2 separate regions of the Rattus norvegicus genome follow, and region 2 is linked to region 1. The links are chromatin contacts, called in public Hi-C maps. All regions are on one chromosome and are shown on one strand. Each heading gives the region's core, a stretch centred on a gene start, on an enhancer-like site or on the middle of the called end of the contact. The rest is flanking DNA. Distances are from core to core; before and after follow the strand shown. Region 1 overlaps Gramd1b (GRAM domain containing 1B). Region 2 overlaps LOC108351686 (a long non-coding RNA gene).

The links. A called contact is a pair of places that touch in the nucleus more often than the background predicts.
Region 2: a Hi-C map of frontal cortex shows a contact between it and region 1, with 2.3 times the contacts expected there. The contact joins two enhancer-like sites. A contact is called at or near these places in 2 of 12 Hi-C or Micro-C datasets (frontal cortex and prefrontal cortex).

What each region holds. Positions count from the first base shown.
Region 1 is chr8:49,665,846-49,669,580 of GRCr8, forward strand. The region is part of intron 2 of Gramd1b (GRAM domain containing 1B); the gene reads right to left. Among named protein-coding and RNA genes, the nearest start is that of Gramd1b, 51 kb to the right of the region's middle. Within about 2 kb of position 1,931, at least 14 of the 93 cell types and tissues checked have an H3K27ac peak or open chromatin away from gene starts, as enhancers often do.
Region 2 is chr8:49,905,955-49,909,689 of GRCr8, forward strand. All of the region lies in intron 3 of LOC108351686 (a long non-coding RNA gene), which reads right to left. Among named protein-coding and RNA genes, the nearest start is that of Clmp, 50 kb to the right of the region's middle. Within about 2 kb of position 1,592, at least 6 of the 93 cell types and tissues checked have an H3K27ac peak or open chromatin away from gene starts, as enhancers often do.

The DNA of each region.
Region 1 (3,735 bases), core at 681-3,180:
TTATTATAGATCATCACCCATGCAAAGGGTTTAATTTGCACAAGCCTGTGAGGTATGATTATTGCACACATTTTACAAAGGAGACGTGTGAGGCACACAGGTATCTTCCCTCAGTATCGCATGTACGAGGACAATGGTTCTCAACCCATGGATCTCAAACCCTTTGGGGGGTCAAAGGACCCTTTCACAGGGGTCACGTGCTAGATGGCTTGCATATCAGATATTTACATTGCTATTCGTTTATAACTCTTTTTTTTTTTTGAAGATTTATTTGTTTTATATACGTTGAGTACACTCTAGCTGTCTTCAGACGCGCCAGAAGAGGGCATCAGATCTCATTACAGATGGTTGTGAGCCACCATGTGGTTGCTGGGATTTGAACTCAGGACCTCTGGAAGAGCAGTCAGTGCTCTTAACCGCTGAGCCATCTCTCCAGCCCTACATTGCTATTCGTAACAGTAGCAACGTTACGGTCATGAAGTAGCAATGAAATAATTTTATGGTTGGAGAGGGGTGGGGGTGTCACCACAACCTGAAGACCTGTGTTAAAGGGTCGCAGCGTTAGGAAGGTTCAGAACCACCGTGCTTCAGCCAGGATTACAACACACGAAGGGCTGAGCCTCCAGACCATGATGCCTTTCTCAGCTGCACAAGCCAGAAAGACTCAAGTTCATCCTGGACAGCCTCCCAACCTGGATGTCACTCTCGTCAGCTCTATTTCTCACATTTTTCATTGGCTCCTCTTTTTCTGTCCTCGCTACCACCATTCAGAAATATACCATCTGGTCTCCGTCTCAATGTTGCCATGGTAGTAACTCCTCCCCGCCTACCGCCCTCCTTGCTGGATTTATCCCCCCTCTTTCGTTTTCTACAGAGCATCTCCTACTACTTGGTAGCTTCTTTTTTGGGTGTCCATTCCTGCTCACTGGACAGTAAGCATCAAAGTGGCTAACCTGATCGCAGCTGTATAGATAATGCCTAGAGTGGATGGCATACAGTACACACTCGGTAAATATTTAAGAGACTGGATTAGGCTAAGTGTTATCTGCTTCCAGCTCATCTGTTTGCACTTCCAACTGTGTATTTCTCAAACCACTGCACATCTTGGCACACACCTGCCACCCCAGCGTTTCGGAAGCTGAGGCAGAAGAATTGCCAGTAAGAGGCCAGCCTCGCCACGCAGTGGGACCACTATTGTTTGTTCTTTAAGAGGGCCTGAAGACAGCGAAGTCGATTAGGTGTTTACTCCGAGTTCAGTCTCTGGCAGCCAGAAATAAAGTCCACACATTTGTAGGCAGACACATTTGTAACCCCAGTGCTGGGTAAGCAAAGTCGCCCAGCCTTGCTCAGTTAGCAAACACCAGAATCTCAAAAATGGACTTCACCTCAATAAGGGCACCCAACGTTGATCCCTAGCCCTCACAGGCACACCTTTGTGTCCCCGTGCAAACACACAAGGGCGAGGGACTCTTAGGCCCCACCTTTCTCTGAGGATTTATACCCAGTTAATGGTTGCTGGAGGAGGAAAAGACATTTCTCCAGTGGTGTAGCCACTGATAGGTGGCTCCTACATCTGTAAATACACCCTCAACAATTTTGTAAACGACTCAGATTAAACTCAACAGGGCATTTTTTGTTTGTCTAATTCATTCCTACCTTTAATAAGAAGAAAGACAGAAAGCAGAGAAGAAAAAGCAGGCTCCGTTAAACACTAACTCTGCAAGTGCATTCCAGGCATTTGGAGCCACTCTAGGCTACAAGGGAAGTTCAAGGCCAGCCTGAGCAACTTGAGGCTTCCTCAGAAAAACCTCTGCTTATAAAGTTTGCCCAGGTAGACACAGGGCACCCCATCTGTCCAGATCCCTCCAAGGTTTCCTGTCAATCCACAGCACTCCTCACATGGTGGCATCAAAGACCACTCCACCTGCTCGGATAATCTCCAGTCTCTTAGCAGAAGCCCCCTCCCAGGACAGCAGACTTAGGTATCTGTGGTTCCTGAGCTCCCTCCCTCTGTGTTCTCCGGCTCTCTCACAACCCCGTGCTTGTGTACATCCTGTCCCTTTCCCAGGAAGGCTGTCCACGTGACACTCCCACTCATCCCAGAGCTCTCAGCTGAAGCATCCCCCTCCAGAGTCTTTGTGGATGCACCTCCTAGCTTCCACCCCAAGAACAGTAAGCCATTCCCAGGCAGGTGCTTAACTTCGTCTGGCCTTGAGTCTCCCAAACACTGGGAAAAACAAAAAAACAAACACAACAACAACAACAACAACAAAAAGAGTGCTATGTTAAGAAAACATAGAAAGGACTCACCACACAGTTTAGAACTTAACAAGGATTGTTTTGTTACTGAACATATAATTTCAAGTCCATAATGACATCGTACAGCCATTTGCAAGTGTGTTTCGCTATTACCAACAAGACTGAAGGGTGATGTCACTCCTTAGTCTGTTTATCCACCACTGTCTGGACTTTGCATTTGAAGGCACTCCGAATCCCACTCACATTTTTTATCTGGATGATCTCTTAGGTATGCATTTTTATTTATTCTTTGAGAATTTCATATATGCATATAATGTATTTTGATCATATATCTAGCACCCACTCCTCCACGAACGTTCTTTTTCCATCCCCTCCCAACTTCACGTCCGCTCCTCTTTGTTATTGTCGTTATTTTATACCCTCCCCCACTGAGTCCAAATTAGTGCTGCCCTAGGAACAAGGGTAGGCGACACCCACTGGAGCCACCCGGTGGCTATCAACTGCCAATCATTCTCAGCTCAGCGAGGCTTCATGAGACCTTCCATGCCTTTGCTTCCATAGGTCAGAAGAGCATAACTGCATGACTCCACTCAAGAATCAAGTCTTACTGGGAGGCAAAATGAGAGTAAAAACAGCAACATAAACAAACAAACCTCCCATTTATTTAACACCTACTAAGTACCTAGTTTATTCATCACCTACCTAAAGTCTAACACGTCACATACAGTATTTTAGCTATTCTTCCCTAGGTATTATAAACAGTAGACCTTTACAAATGAAAAGACTAAAGTTGAAGAGAGCCAAGTACCTTATACTTACAGTTAGACATGGTGGCATGTCTTTATGGTGGCATTTGGGAGGTAGAGGCAGGAATATCTCTGTGAGTTCAAATCCAGACTGATCTGTGTGAATCAAGTGGCAAGCCAGCTAGGGCTACACTGTGAGGCAGTGTCTCAAGTATGTGAGTGAGTGAGTGAGTGAGTGAAAAAACAAGGAATTAAATATATAAATACATGATAAAATACTCAGTTACCACCTAGCATGATGGGATACATACCTGTAATCACAGACCTCATGAGGTTCCCGCAGAACTGTCACAAGATCAAAGACCATCATGAACTACATTGTAACTACAATGTAGGCCAGCCAGGGCTACATAGTTATCCGTAGTGAGACTTTATCTCAAAAGAATAAAAACAAGAAAGCATTTAGAGCCAGGGAGGTAGCTCAGTAGAAGAGAGTTTTCTCGCCATCTGAAAAGCCCTGGGTTTGATCTCCAGCACCTCAAATTAATTAATTAACGAAAGAAGAAATTTTAAGAAGAAATAAAGTCAGGTGTGACACAGACCTTTATTCCCAGCACTTGGAAATTGTAAAAAGAACAAGATTTCACCGTCATCCTCAGTTATACAATTAGTTTGAGGCCAGACTGGATTGCTAAACCATGTCTTGAAAACAAAACGAAACCAAAAAACA
Region 2 (3,735 bases), core at 342-2,841, 240 kb after region 1:
TAAGAGCTGGGTGGATGGGTTGGGGATTTAGCTCAGTGGTAGAGCGCTTGCCTAGCAAGCACAAGGCCCTGGGTTCAGTCCCCAGCTCCGAAAAAAAGGAAAAAAAAAAAAAAGAGCTGGGTGGATTTAGTCATTCCCTGATAATTCTGTGACACATTCATTTTGAAAGACCAGGCAGACACCTTCCTTCTAATGGTTCCTGAGATTCAAAGGCCTTCCTTGCCTTCTACGAAGGGGACCAAGCTGGGAGTGACCGTAGTTGCTTGGTAAGAGGAGTATTTGAAACAGCTTTAACCAACTGGTGTGCAGTCTTCTGACAGCTCTGCTAGTCTCTCCTGCCTAATTAACAGCACAGACCTCGTGATGCATCTTTCTACTGGGCCGTTTATTCGTCTTTCGCCCTTTGATCTCTCATGGTAATTGAATGTGTGTGTGTGTGTGTGTGTGTGTGTGTGTGTGTGTGTGCGCGCGTGATTTATGTGTGCATTTATAAGTTGAAAGGTAAGTGGGTCTGGAGAGATGGCTCAGCAGTTAAGAGCACTGGCTGCTCTTCTAGAGGTCCTGAGTGTAATTCCCAGCAACCACATGGTGGCTCACGACCATCTGTAATGGGATCCGATGCCCTCTTCTGGTGTGTGTGAAGACAGCTACAGTGTACTCACATAGATAAAATAAATAATTAAAAAAAAAAAAACCAAACGAGAAAGGTAAAGTAATACAGACACTCTGCTCTGATATACAAACATATTTTTAAATATTGTTTGGGGCTAGTTATAGATTAAAATAGCAGAATATATGTAATTTGTAAGATGTGTCTCTCCCTCTTCTTACAAAAATAGCTTATTAGTCATTCCAATCTGTTCTGAGGAAAATGACATTTTTAATTAATTTTTTATTTAATTTTAATTGGCTCAATCACCAATCATCCTGTAACAGCTCTACATAGAAAAGATTTTATTATATTCTTTGATATCTTGCTAAGGCAATGAAAATTTGCATCTTCCCGGTATTTAATAGGAGTTAATCAGCCACATACAACCTGTCAGTCAGTATATCTACCTGTGAGCAGTTTCTGACTTCGACCTGCTGGGATTCTGGGCTCAGGGCAGCAGAACTGCTGCCCCTGGACTGCATGGTGGAGCCAAGTCCTCGTGGACCTGAAATCAGGAAAGGAAGTCTACCTCTTTTTTTGGTTTCTTAAATGAAAGTACTTCTCAAATAGTCAAAGGCAAAATCTCAGCGGGTATAATTAGTGGAACTGAGACTTGGCGTCCCCCTCCCCCCCTACTCTCCAGCCCAGTCCCGCTCCTGCCACTCATTCCTTCCAGGTCCTCAGCCTATGTGCTCTTCAACTGAGAAACTTTGGAAAAAGTTGAAGCCTCATTAATGCCCTTCGTGCTGCCCCCTACGTTGAAGCGGAGTGCGTGCAGCCCAACCCCTCGGGCGCGGTGAGCCTTCCAACAGGCAAAGGACAGGAACGCCCCTCCCATCGCATCCTTACTCCGCGTTTTATCAGCCATCCTATTCCTGCCCGCATCTACGTTTACATTATTTTGACAGTTCCTCTCTTTGCACCATGTTCCGCGTCAGACATGTTCTGTTCACTCGATTCATGGCAATGCCACAGGTAAGGCAGGAGATCCAGAAATCTTGATATCATGGCGTCAGACTGGAAGGACTCTAAAGCTTTAAGTCTTCCCAGTCCACTTCATCCCGCTCTCTGCTCACTAGGCATCATCTCCGCTCCAACTCACCTTTAGCTAAAGACCCAGAACAGCTCTGATTCTGCTAAAAAGCCTTCCCCCACCCCCGCTCTTTAGAAACAACTCCTTGGTTAGATTTTGTAGCGCTTAGTGACATTCGCGCACCATAGATCGTGCCTTGAATTATTTAAACAGTAGCATGTGTGCAGGATTTCTCCAATAGATGTAAATTCCTTAGAGGCAGAGTCACGAGCTACGACTGTTGTGACTCAGTTCACCGTGCAGAGCAGATGCTAATGATCATCTGTTAAAGAATACAGCTCTCCCAGGCATGTCGAATGCCATCCTCCCTGCAGTCGGTCTCCTGCAACTGAACTAAAGGCAGATAAACATCTCAGTCGCTCAAAAGACTGCAGACAGATGCTTAACAGCAAATGGTGTCTTTTGCAGAGGATAAAGGGCTATAGAGTCAAGGTTTGGAGGTCTCTTGGGGATCGCACTGTCTCTAATGAGGATTATAGAAAATGAAGAATAAAAAGAGGTCCATGGAGTCAGGGATGATGGCTCAGTGGTTAAGGCTCAGTTCCCAGCATGGTGGCTTGTAAGCATCTATAACTCCAGTCCAAAGGTCTCTGGACCCTCTTCTGTCCTCTGCAGGTACTACTGCAAAATACCCATATTTGCTTGCTTGTTTGTTTGTTTGTTTGTTTTTAGGCGGTCCTATTATAGTGAAATGACAAATGCAGATTTGAGCAAGGGCAAGACAGCCTGACAATGGCTGCTTTCTCTGAGGAATATATCCCAGATGAATGAGTATTTGCAAATCTAGACATTTCTTATACATTGTATGTGCATTTGTGTCGTCTACTCTGTATATAAGCAGTGAGGCTACAAAGTACTTTTGCAAGCATCTGCTCAAAAAAAAAAATGGATGAATAACTTACGTGATGGTTAATACCGTCAACTTGACAAGGCCTGAAACCATCTCAGAAACAAGCCTCCAGCTACACCTGTAAAGGATTGTTTAGACAGGTTATCTTCTGGGGATAGCCTCGAGCAGGTTCACTGAGATGGGAGTACCCGCCCTGGCCTTAGGTCCTATAGTGCACACAAGGAGGAAGCCATAGGCAGCAGCTTTCATTGTCCAAGTTTCTCTTTTTCATGAAACAGCTTCCACCACATGGAAAATCTCTGATGTTCCAGATGGTCGGGGTTCTAACCTGAAACCTATAAGAAGGAAGCCAATTTCTAGACCAGGCAGGAGGCCTCTATGCTGGGCAGTCTATGCCAATTTCTCTTTTTTAAAGATTTATTTGTTTATTATAGATGAGTACACTGTTGCTGTCTGCAGACACACCAGAAGAGGGCATCAGATCCCATTACAGATGGTTGTGAGCCACCATGTGGTTGCTGGGAATCGAACTCAGGACCTCTGGAAGGGCAGTCAGTGCTCTTAACCACTGAGCCACCTCTCCAACCCCCATTTTATGAAAATTTCACACAAGATAGAGTCATTTGAGAGGAGGGAACCTCAGTGGATAAAATGCTTCCACTAGCTTGTCCTATGGGAAGCCTATGGAGTGGTTTGTTTCTGTTTTTGTTCTTTATTGATCGATTGATGATTGATGTGTCGGGGCCCAACTTACTGTAGGGACTGTCACCCCCAGGCAGATGGTCCTGGGTTCTATAAGAAAGCAGACTGAGTAATCTACAAGGAGAACGCCAGTAAGCAGCATCCTTCTGTGGCCTCTGCATCAGTTCCTGCCTCCAGGTTTCTGCCTTGAGTTCCTGTCCTGACTTTCCATAATGGTGGATTACGGGACATAAAATGAGGCAGAAATGGTACACACATCTTTAATCCCAGGACTTGGGAGGCAGAGGCAGGCACATCTCTGTGAGTTTGAGGCCAGCCTGGTCTACAGAGAATGTTCCAGGACAGCTAGTATATAGACGCCCCACCCCCATCCCCCAACACACAGACTTTCTTCAGATCGCTTTTGGTCATGGTACTTACGACAGCAATAGAAACCTT